Linked DNA regions of Mus musculus: all the other regions are linked to region 5. The links are chromatin contacts, called in public targeted proximity ligation maps. All regions are on one chromosome and are shown on one strand. The core of a region is the stretch at or near the end of the contact, and the rest is flanking DNA. Distances in the headings are between cores, read along the strand shown.

Region 1 (2,700 bases), core at 2-2,501, 170 kb before region 5:
TTTCCTATTTATAGTCTCAGTTCCTTTCAAAGTTATGACCATATCAGAGCCAAGATTTCCCACTAATTGCAATTTTTTTTCAGAACACTTGCTTTGCTAGGAAAAATGTGACTATCCAGTGCACTGGTGCTCATATGGAGTGGGTGGGGCGGTGGGTGGAGGGCCTGGATGCTCGTGGAAAATTTCAAAGTATGGAGAGTTTGGTTTTCGTTAAGTACCTACCAGCCAGCCAGAGAAGAGGAAACAAGGTCACTTAGCTCCTTAGAGACGGATGAAGCAGGGACTCAGTTCCCACAGACGCATCTCTGAAATGCCTGCCTCGCCTCCCTGGCTCACAAGCTGTACCTCAGTGCAAACTCGCCGGCATAGCTCTTTAGCTCGTGGATCTGAACGACCTCATCCATCTGAGACTCCCCTCGGACACTGCTTATCTACTTGGGAACTCCTGGAGACAGTTGCTCGAGAGCCATTTATGGGAAGTTTGGCCAGAACCTTTAGCGGCATGGAGATGCCTGACCTTTCCAAAAATACACTCTCCACCCCTACCCTCTCCACCTTAGCATCCCAACCTTTCTTCACTTCCACCTTCTCTTTCCCTACATGCCATGCTTACCTTCTTTAACCCTACCCTGGACACCCCCACTTTCTCAATTCCTACACTCATCACCCCCACCCTAACCACCCTTACCCTCTTCACCTGTCCTCTCCATCTGCATCCTCTCCATCTGCATCCTCTCCATCTGCATCCTCTCTACCCTATCCTCTCCATTTCTAAACTATCCATCCTTACTTTTTCAAACCCTACACTCTCCATTCTTACCCCCTACACCCATAGCCTCTCCATCCTCTACTTTTTCACCCCTACACCTCCTCCACCCCACCCTCTCCACCTCTGCCATCACCATCTCTACCCTCTCCATCCCTTGGGGCATACAGTAGTTCTCTACTACAGTGTCGGGGGACCACCTTACTGAGTTGTTCGCCTGCTTTCCCATTCAGTTAGAAACTTGGTGTTAGATTTGGTGAAAGCGCCCTTCTGAGCTGGGCTTATGGACTCCTCATAGATACTAGTGAGTGAATGACTCATGTCCATGTGTGTTGTGGGGTGGCTAGACAGAAGCAGGAGTCATCCAGAAAGAAGAAACCTCACTCCCGGTGTGGAATGACCAACATCAGATTGCCCTGTAGGCAGGTCTACGGAACATTTTACTGATGATTGCCTTAGAGGGCCCATTCCACTGTGAGTGGTGCCATCCTGTGGTCGCGGGTGGCATAAGAAAGCAGGCTGAAGCCTGATGTGGTGGAGCACACACACCTTTAATCCCAGCACTCGGAAGGCAGAGGCAGGTGGATTTCTTTCTGAGTTCGAGGCCAGCCTGGTCTACAAAGTGAGTTCCAGGACAGCCAGGGCTATACAGAGAAACCCTGTCTGGAAACAAACAAACAAACCAAAAACACAAAACAAAAAAGAAAGCAAGCTGAGTAAACCACAGGGAGCAAACCAGTAAGCACCCCTCCGTGCTTCAGTTCCCGCCTCCAGGTTTTTGCTTTAACACCTGCCTTCCCTTGGTGATAGCCCCTCAAGGTGATATAAAGCCTTTCTCCCCCGAGTTACTTTTGGTCCCGGTGTTTGTGATAGAAAAAAAAAAAAAAGTAGCAAGTATAAACCCAAGAAAGTAATGCGAAGGCCTGGATCGGGGGTAATTGCTGAAATCGGAGGCAAACTGACAGGCGTTGAAAAATTAACGTGGCTGCCCAATATAGGTACAGAAGAAATAGTAATGTGTTGTTGTTGTTGCTGTTGCTGCTGTTTCAGCTGCCATTGTTTGAAGGACTCCAGATGTATCCCTTTAACAGTGAAAAAGACCATTTACTCTCAAGCGAGTCTGCAGCCTGCTGGGAGGCGGAGAACAAGAGACAAACAATAAGTAGTTCCGGTTGTGGTTTAGTGGTCTGAAGTAAACAAAAGCACCAAGGAGACAGAACAGCTGGCAAAGGTGAAGCAAGAAGACTCCGTGGGGAGGTGACATTTCAGCTGAGACCCTCAGGACTGGCCAGTGCAAATGTCCGGAGTGCGGAGACGCAGATAGGCTGGAAACTTAACAGGGGAGTCAGACCAAAGCAGGTTCACGGCATCATGGCGTGGAGAGGGAGAATGAGGCAGCCGAAGAGGTCAGATCACTGAGGACACTGACGTCAGGGAAAGAGCCTGGGGCCACTGTGTGTACACTGGGAAGCCCCCCGGGGGGGGGGGTGTTTGAGCAAAAGAATGATGCGTTCCAATTTGTGTGTTGAAAAGATCATCTGGGGCAGGAGTCAAAACCCACAGTGGGTGGAGCCCCATTTCCAGAGCCGATGGAGCATCCGATCAATTTCCAAGGAGAGTCGGGAACTAAGAGCTCCCGGCCCCGCAGGAGTGTATAAGCTTTTTGACTTCCAGGCTGGCTGATTTTGAAATCCGTATGCTCTGAGAATCCTTAGAGTTTGCAGCTCTGTTTTGGGAGTGTGGCAATAAGGTAGAGAAAAGGATAAGGAACTCTAAGGCTCAGACTAGGGGGAGGTTGCTAGCTGAGGGACAGAACACTCCCCAGGTCTCTGGGGCGCAGGGGGGGGGTGAGGGGAGGACCTGCAGGTTTGGACTTGAGAATCGGAAAGTCTTGAGAAGCAGAAAGGAAGAGAGAATGGGCGCTTTTGTATCTA
Region 2 (2,700 bases), core at 149-2,648, 170 kb after region 5:
CCCAGCACCCCTCCTCAGGACGACAGGATGTGACAGATGCCCACAAGTTTACAGGCCAGCTGGCCTAGCATGCCAGCAGTGCTGTCCCAACAAGGAGGAAGGCAAGGTTGTCACACAGGTGATATCAACACGGGTTTTTTTGTTTGTTTTGTTTTAAGGGAACTGATGCGGACAAGGACTAAGAAAAGATGTCAGCTTTCAAATCTGTTAGTGCTGTCATAGTAGCTAGTTTGATTATTCCCTCCATGAATATGAGCCCTAATATCTCCAACTGTACTATAACACTGTCTGGATTCTTGAAGTCTTAACTTCTTCAGTAACACTGTTCCTTCTGAGTTTCCCCGTCACGTTCCCCGTTAATCCATGGGATTGCAGCTCAAAATCAAGGGTTAACTGTCATTTATTTGCCATCCAGAATGGACGCTGAATTGCAAATTCTGTTAAATAAATAAGAAAAACTTAGGAAAGAAGCTAGCAACTGTTCAGCATTGTACACTGCACCAGCCTGCATAACAAAGAGATGTAACCACAAACTTGTATCCTAGGATTCCAGGGTTACCCTCTGCAGGTCTTACAGGGTTACTTGATTTTCCATCTTTTTCTTGGAAGTCCTCCTTGTGGGATTAGGTTTTAGGGTAAGAGTGTAGCGGTATGGGACTTACACATCTTCGGTTGTCACTGCCCCTTGCATTTCTTTTAGGTCATGAAAGTCTACACGTTTTAACACTATATTGTTGTTTGTTTGTTTGTAAGAAGGGTATTTTTTTTTTTTTGGCCTAGCCTCAAACTCATAATGTAATGGAGAATATCTGTCTCCCCCAACATATGCCACCGTATGAGACTTAACGAGAAGACTAGTAACAATGGTTAAAGAAATAAAATGACGTAGGAGGTGGAATAGAATGAGCCTGCTTATCTGTAAAATCAGGCTAAAATAATCACTAATATCTGAGTTACTCTGCAAACTAAAGATAATGGACAAATTACTGTTAAGGTTAGGGACGACAGAGTCATAAAAACGTTAGCTTTAGATCCATGACAATGACAGTCCTAGGTACTTTTTATTTCTTCATGCAACTTTCTACGCTGGGTCCTGGTTGCGCCCCACACAATCATCTCCGCCAGATCAAGCAGAGAGGACTGCATCGGGACCCGGGTTCAAGGGCGGGCTCCCTTCACTGTGTCCCCCAAGTCCTTGATCAGCCTGGCCCACGGGGCCCCTCGGCTTCCGTCCCCGAGCCCCGGGTCCCCTCTCCCCACCTGTGGATACACCATGACTCGAGGTGGCGCAGCGCGCGCTTATACAGCCGCAGCACCTTCTGCTGGTGGGTCAGGTAGGCCGGGGGAGCGCAGAACGCCATAGCGTCCGGCTCACCTTCAGCGGCCGCCGCGGGGGCTGCCGGGAACCCGGAAGCGGGCGGTTGTGAGGCGGAACCGGAAGGACGAGCGTGCTCTGAGCCACTTCCGCTTTTCCCTGGGAGGAGCCTGCCGCGCCGTCATGAGTCTCTTCAAGTTCGTGGGTAAGGGCAGGTTTGTCTTGGTCGTGAGCCTCGCTGACAGTCCCGGGTCCCCTTTTCGCGGCATGGCCTTTCCAGGGCACGGAAGATGCCCGGAGGCCTCGCGTGCTGGCAATGACTGATCTGGTTCTTGCTGGAGGATGGTTTCCCTAGTGCATGTTCATTTATGAGCATTCCCGGGCAATGAATCATTGTGACTTGTGCTTTTTTTGTGTGTGTTTAATTCAACTGGAAAGAGAGGAATAGGTGTGGGGTGTGCTTCAGCCGTAGACTGATCGCCTAGCATGGGCTAGTCCCCGAGTCCTCCCATCTCTCAAAAAGCACCGCCCCCCAAGCCAATCACTTTTCTTCTGTCTTTCGTGAACTCTTCTACATGGCCGGCCTGACAGTCCCTCCAAGGTACCGGTTCACTCAGTCATCCCTTCATACCACAGACAACTCTGGGAGGCTTGACATTGAGTCCCGGGAATGTGGCCAAGTCCTGCTCACAGGCCATCTAGACATAAACGGGAGTCCTCAGACGGGAGGGGGTGGCAAATTGTGTCGCCTCGCAAGTTCCACGATCCATCCGACAGCTGGAGAGTGCGGCAAGGATTCAAAATGGGGGACATTGTAAGAGTCAGGGTTGGAAGGATAACTTGGAACCCTAAAGTCTCGATTACTTAAATTTCACTTCTATTGGGAGTGGCGTTCCAATGAAGGCTTTTCAGCAAATCTTTGAGTGCCAGTTGTACGGAAAGAGTCTTGCCTTCTGGGATACCGATGTGGGTAGTCTCAGTATGAACCTCGTCGTTGTGGACTTTCCCTGCTATTTAAGGGTGGGAAGTGACAGGGAGGAGGTTACCCTGATAGTCGTTTTGTAGATTTTGTGGCAGATAAGGGGACGAATGTAAGTATTTCAGGTTTTGCAAACAGGGAAAAGAATAGAAAAAGAGAAATGGGATGGTTGTGCATAGCATTTAGCACTGACTGTTCATGCCTGTTGTGGGAAGTGAAGACCCAAAGATGGCAGGTTAAGAAATACCTAGGCCATCTGGATCTAATAGATTAGGTCCATTCGTGAGTTAAAGGACATCCAAATAGAGACATCCTCCGAGCACTCAAAAGTGGAATCAGGAGAGTGGTTAAGGTTATACAGTAAAATCTGAGAGACACCTTAAGCAATATATTTTCCCAAGACACT
Region 3 (2,700 bases), core at 67-2,566, 160 kb before region 5:
GTGTAGCCCTGGCTGTCCTGGAACTCACTCTGTAGACCAGGCTGGCCTCGAACTCAGAAATCTGCCTGCCTCTGCCTCCCGAGTGCTGGGATTAAAGGTGTGCACTACCACACCTGGCAATAGTACCTCTTTCAATAGGTTGTTGTGAGAATTAAATAAATCAGTGCCTGCAAAGTATCAAACAGTATTTGGCTCAGAGTGGGTGCTCCGTGGTTGTGATTCTTACTGTCTTGCATCTACCACCTTGAGAATATGTCTTCAGTTCCTTATTTTTAACTCAAGAGATTACAATCAATGGGACCTACTCATGGGAACTTTGTGAAGATCAAAGGAGAAAATTCATCAAAAACTGAAAGAACAGTGTCTGGTACATAATAAGCACTCAATAAATACTAGCTACTATTGATTTAGTTAGCACTTTGTACTTGCCATGGTACCAATCCCAAGTCAGAAGTCAGGTATGCCAGAAACCAACAAAGCAACTTAATCTACACTCCAAGCTTTAACAGTATCTCAGTCAATCTTGAAGATTCTATTTCCCCCACGATGTCCAGTCTGCGCCAAGGACCTGAGAACTTAGTCAATGTCCAGGTTTCCAGAGTCTTGCTGGCCCTGAGTCCTCTATCCACTTAGACATCTGTTATCTCAGCCTGGCAAGTCTCTGCTATTTCCGAACCACCCAAGGCCTTGCCCAGTGGATCTCCTGTCATAGTTGAGCTTCTGCTCCCCTAACATCCCCAAAGACCCATTGATACTTCCCTTATATTTTACTCAAGCATCTGGGGACCATTTCTTAGTCCCCAGGAAAATCTTGCTTTCAAATCCATTGACCTCCATGGAAATTGAGATAGAAAAGTTGGGTCACAGAGTCTCCCCAGAGGTAGAGAAGCAGCAGAGCTTGCTCCACAACTTGAATGTGACCCAGAGGAAAAGATTATAGAGGGAGTTTCCATACAGTGACCATCTAGAGAAGTTTTTTAAATGTCCACTGCCAAACAGAGTGTGATTCACATTCTCGTCCCTCACTGGACACCCGGGCCTTATGCCAAGAAGTCTGCAAAACATTAGAAGAGAATAAAGAGCTGAACTAGACAGTTGTCTTCCCCTGAGAGTTCCCCATCTGCACGAACACACACACCCCTCCAGAGGACATCTGGCAATCTTTAAGAGACATTTGGGATGGTCACCATTGAATGGGAGAAGGGTGCCTCTGACATTTTGTGGGTACAGACGCAAGGTGCAACCACACATCCTACAATGCATTCGACAGTCAGCCGCCCTCTCCCCTGCCCACATAAAGGATTAATCTGGCCCCAGATGTTAGCAACATAGAGGAGGAGGCATGAAAACTGTCATGCGAGGCAAGAGAGAGTGACAAGGCAATTGTGCCAGAGGCTCGTGCAATCAAAATCACTGTGAGGCCATTTACTTGAATCAGGAGGGTCATTCCTAGGAACTTATTTCATAGAAAAGGGTCCTCACAGGCCAGAGTTTCTATTTCTCACACAATTTTAGATAGCAATGCCTCCAAAGACAGCACGGAAGCAAACAGGAAGCAGCTGCTGATCACCCAACCACAAGCAGACTGCTGGCCTCCAAAGAAGGACGTCCTCCACTGGGTGGAGACTCGGGCTATCCAGCAGCCGGCAAGAGCCTCTCCATTCAGGTTGGGCTTCTGTTGCTTTCTAGGCATGGTAATTGGACAGGAAAAGTTGGCTCCTTAATTACCACGATGCTTTCTTCTCCACAGCCTTCCAGGAAGTGCCCATGATGCGTATATGCTGATAGAGGGTGGGAAGCATCCAGGTGGAGTAGTAAAAAAAATAAAAGCCCCTCAAAAGGTCAGAAATGAGGCAAGAATCTCATCTCATTGCTCTTGTTCTGGGATATAATTGGAGAAAGACTTGCAAGTTCCAGGGCGATCTGGTGCCAGTGAGGAAGAGAAGATAGAAGAAGAGGGTTTGGTGTTCAGGCTGGAGGACGGGTAGTAGAGCGGGGGGGGGGGTGAGGGGTGGGGGGGGTGGGGGGGGGAGGGGAGGTCATGTTGTACTGAGGGTGTTGACCTGTCCTTGGTGAGGGGTGAAAGCCCATGGTATGCAGGCAACAACACGGTTTTCCATTTCCAATGTGAAAGAGGTCTTGTTCAAAACAATGAGGACAGCTAGAAGATTATCTTCAGTGGTGGGATCTTACTATTCTTTTGACTTTTCAACTGCTTTGAGGGTATGGGGGAGGAGCTTAATTTATAAGAGATCCACTGTCGTTAATGGAAGCTACAGCCAAGAATTTGAGAGATGCTTCCTACTCTGCTTGTGAGGAGAGACCTCTGCCCAGCTTGTCTACATTTTTGACAAGATCTTCTCAGCGACTGCAATGGCTAGGCTGTCCTCTCCTCTCTGGCCTCTGTGGCCAGCGGTTCTCTTAGCCTGCTTCTGTCCCCCTGGTGCATTTCCCTGGCTGTGTAGATGATTTTCTGGGACTCCTATGTCATCTCTCCATGCTCTCTGATCCCTCCTCCTCCCTCACCACTCCCACTTGCTATTCTGATGGCTCTTTGGTCTCTCCTGCTTAATGCTTTCCCAGTGCTTTCCATGGGGCCACCATCACCTGGCACCTGGATCCCCGCAGTCACCTCCTATTGTGGTCCATCTGGTCCATCCTTCTTTCCTTGCCTTGCCCTAGAAACTGGATAGTCCCTTC
Region 4 (2,700 bases), core at 105-2,604, 210 kb before region 5:
TCAGGAACAAAAATCATCCTTACCCAGGGATTTTAAATTAAAAGCCACAGTGAGTCTGTCTCCCAAATGAAATTCTAACATTTCCTACCAAAATCAACACCCAATCCCTGAGGTTCACACAACAAATGCTTTTCATCTTCCCTAAGAGCACAGCCACAACACAGTCCAGAACTTTAAGAAACGCAATCAAATGAGAACACTGACGCTTCTAAGCCACCACTTTCGTGACTTTTAAAGAAACCATAAACTTCAGTGACCTCGATCTGAAGTTTAAAATACGATCCCATTCATTTGCCCACTGTGGCATCAGGCATACCTTCTTGGACTCCAGCTGTTCTTTCTTTTCTGATTCAGGTGACTTGGCCCAGAAGAAGCCAATAAGAGGCAAAGCAGAGAGAATATCCGAGAAGGCAGCGAACTGGGCGCCGCTCTGATGGCGGCCAAGGAGGCCCCCGTGTCGATGGCGACAGCGGTAGGAGAGCACCAGGCCCAGCGACAGGAACACCAGCACGCACAGCAGGAGCTCCTTGTTGGCCAGGGTGACATCCCCGCATTTCTTATAAAAATAGGTGAAGGTAGCAATGCCAAGAAAAGTCCACATGGCTCAAAAGGCTTCTTTGGTGGCACCAGCCAAGGCTGAGGATTTTGTGTTTTGGGGGTCTCTTGGGGGGGTCTTTTTTCCTCGGAAGGTCTTCAGTGATTAAAATGTCCCCAAAATGTAGTTCTCAAAGGGGTTCGGGGCAACCGGTCGAACTTCTTCCAATAAATAGTTTCAGGATCACGAGTCAGATGTGATCAATTTTTGAAATCATTGAGAGTGCAAATGTATCTTAAGTTGTCCAGATCTTAAAAGGCAGCATTTAAAGCCTGCCTACCCCAACGGCTCCTGATTACACACTTCTTCATTCAGCCAACTGATGGACACGGGCCTCTCTATTGGGCTGAGGGGTGCGAATGTGGCTGTATACTTCGATGTCCGCTCGCCTGGCTGTAAACGGTCTTTTGTCACCAGCAGCAGGTGCTCGGTAGGAAGGAGTCGGGAGCGTAGAAGGATCTGGGTGCTGGGAAAGCTGCCCTTAGCAACACTGCCCCGGCAGCCTTCTCCAACAAAAGATGGCCACGGCGTCCCGAAGCGCGGCGGCAGCCTGGCAGCTCAGCCCTCCCTTGGAGATTCCTCCTCAAGCAAGCCCCGAAGTCACGGCCGGGAACCTGTCCGACCGACACTTGCCTTCCTCGAGAGTGAATGGCTGTCTCGGATGAGCGTCCTTCAGAGCGAGGCGAAGGCTCCTGCCCGCCGGGTCCCCAGCATCCCTCGCGGACAGTAACCAGAGTAACCGCTGCGCGCCCCGCTCGCAACCCGGCCCCACGCGCTTCAGCCGCCCGGCGGGCTCGGCCCAGCCCAGGGACCGGGAGGCGGGGCTCCGGCCCGGCACCGCCCCTTGAGCGGACCCCGCCTCCCACGCCGTCCGAACCAATGAGAGCGCGCACCGCGCGGTAGGCTGAGATGGCGCTATAGAGCGTTTGTCCAATGGCGGGCGGCGCACTCCGCGCGGCGCCAGTCGCAGAGGCGCTAGGGCGATGTTGCGTGGTGCGGGGCGGGTGCGTGGGGTGGGCGCGGGGCCGGTGGGTGAATGGGGCGGTGCCCGCTCGGCCTGGCCGCCGCGGGGTCCTCAGGCCCCACCTGCGGAGGGTGGAGCTCGCTCTGGAGGAACTCTTGGTGGCTCCTGGTGGCTCAAACGCAAGAGAGCTACAGGAGTCATCCGGGCGGACTGGATGATCACGGGCTAGAAAGGCGAGGAGGACGTGACACGCCGGCGAACCTGCCATAATTAGTGGACGAGGACTAAAGAAAATGAGAGAAGTCAGTAGGTGGAGATGGATCACGCCTTTAATCCCAGAACTCGGGATGCAAGAGGATCTCTGTGAGTTTGAGGCCAGCTTGATCTGCATAGCGTGTTCCAGACCAGTCAGAGATACACAGTGAAATCCTTCTCGGGTTAAAGAAAGAATGAGAAAGGAAAAAAAAAAAAAATGTCCTAATCAACAGCAATCCCAAAACTGTTTAATAAGATCATTTTATGTTTTAAGCACTATGCCAGAGCGTTGCAAACATTCATTCAACCCTTACAGCAGTCTTGCAAGAATGGCATTACCTTTCTGTTACAGAAGTAACCGAGCAGTTTATCTGCCGTCGTTCATGAGACTAACAACATCATTTTATACTATCCACAGCTACTGTCATGTAACCGAATTTCAGACTCGACAGTACCATTTAATTATCAAGCTTTCGTTGAGTTCTTAGTTATCTATGGTTTAGGTCTCACCCTAAACACTTCTCAGATATCTTTATTAGTTTCTGCGATTTTTTTTTAAGTCATTCAAACAGGTACAGTTGTTTAACCCGTTTATCCTTTAATAATGAAAGAAGTAAGTCTCACAGAACTGTATCCTACCAACCCTTTGCAGCAGGCACAGCCAACTCTATCTAGCTCCACATTTCTTCCTTCCTTTCGATTTGTTTACTTATGTATTTTGTCTACATGTATGGCTGCACTTTAGAAGAAGGCACTGGATCCCATGGGACTACAGTAACAGTTGTAAGCAGCCATTCGAGCACTAGGACTTGAACTGTGGACCTCTCATAGAAGCCATTGCTCTTAACAGCTGAGTCATCTCTCTGGCCCTAACACCACATTCCTA
Region 5 (2,700 bases), core at 62-2,561:
ATAGTTCCTGTAGGGTCTTGTTCCTCTTCAAGGAGGCTACACTTTCTTTGAATAGATGCTTTCACAGTATAAATAAGAGTGGGACAATAGTTATTACATCTACTAAACAATCATGTAACTCGCACACCTTGTCCTTACCACTAACTAGCTCATTGGTTCAGTTCACCTAGGGACATGTAAAAAATGTCTGGAGATAGTTCAGGCTGTCAAAACCTGTGGGTGCTACAAGGTAGACACCTTAGAGGCTGAACACCCTGTGCTGCACAGGGAGGGCCCTGTCCCCAGCAAATAGACACTCAGCCTACAATGGTGATGCGATCCAGAACCCCTAGCCAGGCTGCTGATGTTCTTCTCATTTTTTTTTTAAGGGGCACAAATGAAGCTTGCCAAAGATATGCAATTCGACCTGGATTCTGTGAGACAGGAAGGGGTGGGCAGGAATGTCCATCCAAAGCCCCTGCTGTCATCTGTTGATTATGAAGCTTGAGATTAGACCTCCATGCCCTGCTACTCCACTCCACCCACTGCATATCCTGGTTCCGTGGGCTGAAGGCCTCAGGAATACGGGTGCTGCTGACAGAAGCAGATAGCTCACTGGTGCCTCATGAGACAGTACCCTCCACCCCCTCATTAGAGCAGGGTTTAGGAGAGAGCAGAGGGCCCATCTTTGAGGGAGACTTATGGGTGACTGTGACATTTAGTGGGATGAACACATAATACCCTGACTTTTTGCTCTCTGTGTGTGTGTGTGTGTGTGTGTGTGTGTGTGTCTGTGTGTCTGTGTGTGTGTGTGTGTGTGTGTGCTTGAAACAGACTCTTATTTTGCAGCCAACTGCAACTGTCAACACCTCAACTTCACCCCCAGTGAAGAACCCACGTCCTAAACATGTTATAACCTCTCCCAAACAGCACCACCAATGGGAGACCCAAGTGTTCAGATTTGTGATTTTTGGGGGGACATTTCTCATTCAAACCTTTGGTAGGCATCCTGAACCACAAGGGAACTTCAGGGAAACAAGACATAGGCTAGAAGGTAACACAGGAACCAGATTCCTGGCTACACCATGGACCCGACAGGAGTCTGCCACAGGGCCACCCATAGACTTTGATGTAAGAAAAAAGTGAAATTTTGTCCTTGCCCAGGGAGTGTGTTTACATTATTCTATGTGGATGAGCCTCATCATAACGGTCCATCAGCCATGGAAACACTCGGCAAATGTTTGAGAAGAATGCCTAGAGTGTACACTACCCCTGAGGAAATGAACACTGCCGGTGGGTGGGGAGCCATGGAAACAAACACCACAGAGGCCTCCTCGGGCACTTTGTGGTTAAGCACGCAAGATGACTCATGTCGCCTGTCCCCTTTCTTCCTTGTAGCACGTCCATTGTCTGCTCTTCCTGACTCAGGGGATCCCCTCTCATCAAGGTCTTCTGTCACAGAGACTCCATCTTCCCAGGGTGGGTGCCACATTGTCATTTGAAAGTGGTTTTAGTGACTGGGCACCAAGAGGCAGCAACAGAGAGAATTCCATAAGCAAGAGCCTCAGAGGAAGTAGATGAAGAAATGCAGGGAGTCCCTAATGCTTTGGCCATTGGTCTGCTTGCGTTTTCAGCCTGGAGGGAAATAGACTGAGAGGCTTAGCTCTGGCTAATAAACTTGGAATTGAAGAATGTCACTTAGTTGCATGCCATTGGCCAAGTCACCTGGATTCATGGAGTGTTGTTTCTCCAACGAACATAATAAACCAGTAATAACTTTCTGTAACCACGCTCTGGGCCACTGTTGTAGAACACTGTTGTCTGGGCTAACACGCTTGTAATCTTGAAAATGGAGAGGCTGTGATTCCATGTGCGAAACCCACACAACATCAGGACCGTTAACACTCCCTTTAGAAGGAGTAGGGGAAAGGGCCCTGTTTCCCACCTAAGATTTCAGTCGCTCTATCTTTCCTGCTCCCGCTCAACTCTATGTGATCTTGGGACTCAAGCTTGCCAAAGTTATGCAACGAGTCCTTGGGATTCAAGGACTCATTGAATCACCTTTGTGAGCTTCAGTGGATCTGCTTTTAAGTCACTCACCATCCTTCTAAGTAAAATAATAACAACAACAATAATAATAATAATAATAATAAGAAGAAGAAGAGAGAGAGAGAGAGAGAGAGAGAGAGAGAGAGAGAAAGAAAGAAAGAAAGAAAGAAAGAAAGAAAGAAAGAAAGAAAGAAAGAAAGAAAGAAAGAAAGAAAGAAAGACATCAACTGATGGTTCCTTCTCTGGGGTGTCCTGATTAACTCTTGTGGTTGTTGTTGTTTTTATCAACTTGACACAATTCCTGGTCCATCTAGGGAAAGGAAACTTCAGTTGAGAAAAATTCTCCACCAGATCGGCAAAGCCGGTGGGGACATTTTCTTCACTGATGATGAATAAGAGAGGGCCCAATCTGCTGTGGGCAGTTCCAACCCAAGTGGGTAACCCTGGGTTTTTGTTTTTGTTTTTGTTTTTGTTTTCTTTCAAATCAGATTAAAGCCACTGTGAGCAGGCCGGTAAGCATTTAGTCTCTGCCTCAGTTCCTGTCTCCAGGTTCCTGCCCTGTGAATTCCAGCTGTGATTTCCATCAGTGATGAACTGGGACCTGGAACATGGAAGCCAAATAAATCCTTTGCTCCAGAAGTTGCTTTTAGTCGTGATGTTTTATCATAGCAA

Evidence for each region.
Region 1: a contact with region 5 is called in a targeted proximity ligation map of DN3 thymocytes, with 4 times the contacts expected there. A contact is called at or near these places in 12 of 484 Hi-C or Micro-C datasets (B cells, the G1E-ER4 cell line, bone marrow-derived macrophages and 7 more) and 9 of 130 datasets of targeted methods (DN3 thymocytes, bone marrow-derived macrophages, craniofacial prominence and 5 more).
Region 2: a targeted proximity ligation map of the SCID.adh cell line shows a contact between it and region 5, with 15 read pairs. A contact is called at or near these places in 4 of 39 promoter capture datasets (embryonic stem cells, hematopoietic stem and progenitor cells and liver), 5 of 130 datasets of targeted methods (the SCID.adh cell line, embryonic stem cells, pancreatic cancer cells and 1 more) and 2 of 9 other capture datasets (liver and pancreatic islet).
Region 3: a targeted proximity ligation map of thymocytes shows a contact between it and region 5, with 6 times the contacts expected there. A contact is called at or near these places in 8 of 484 Hi-C or Micro-C datasets (CD4 T cells, bone marrow-derived macrophages, embryonic stem cells and 3 more) and 7 of 130 datasets of targeted methods (bone marrow-derived macrophages, craniofacial prominence, embryonic basal ganglia and 4 more).
Region 4: a targeted proximity ligation map of CD8 T cells shows a contact between it and region 5, with 7 read pairs. A contact is called at or near these places in 7 of 39 promoter capture datasets (the 3T3-L1 cell line, the C10 cell line, the HPC-7 cell line and 4 more), 3 of 484 Hi-C or Micro-C datasets (B cells, female germline stem cell-derived STRA8 germ cells and liver), 19 of 130 datasets of targeted methods (the 230-238 cell line, CD8 T cells, the SCID.adh cell line and 12 more) and 3 of 9 other capture datasets (adipose tissue, liver and pancreatic islet).

Annotation. Positions count from the first base shown.
Region 1 is chr15:59,279,547-59,282,246 of GRCm38.p6, reverse strand. All of the region lies in intron 2 of Gm36617 (a long non-coding RNA gene), which reads right to left. Among named protein-coding and RNA genes, the nearest start is that of Sqle, 34 kb to the left of the region's middle.
Region 2 is chr15:58,932,499-58,935,198 of GRCm38.p6, reverse strand. Ndufb9 (NADH:ubiquinone oxidoreductase subunit B9) reads right to left here and starts at 1,398. Exons shown (of 4, transcript NM_023172.4): 1 at 1,261-1,398. The coding sequence starts at 1,361. It overlaps Tatdn1 (TatD DNase domain containing 1), which reads left to right and starts at 1,461. Exons shown (of 12, transcript NM_001368428.1): 1 at 1,461-1,520. The coding sequence starts at 1,499. Gm36559 (a long non-coding RNA gene) reads left to right here and starts at 1,923. Exons shown (of 2, transcript XR_875364.2): 1 at 1,923-2,700.
Region 3 is chr15:59,262,502-59,265,201 of GRCm38.p6, reverse strand. The region is part of intron 2 of Gm36617 (a long non-coding RNA gene); the gene reads right to left. Among named protein-coding and RNA genes, the nearest start is that of Gm36617, 18 kb to the right of the region's middle.
Region 4 is chr15:59,313,746-59,316,445 of GRCm38.p6, reverse strand. It overlaps Sqle (squalene epoxidase), which reads right to left and starts at 1,354. Exons shown (of 11, transcript NM_009270.3): 1 at 317-1,354. The coding sequence starts at 601.
Region 5 is chr15:59,104,747-59,107,446 of GRCm38.p6, reverse strand. No RefSeq gene overlaps it. Among named protein-coding and RNA genes, the nearest start is that of Mtss1, 24 kb to the right of the region's middle.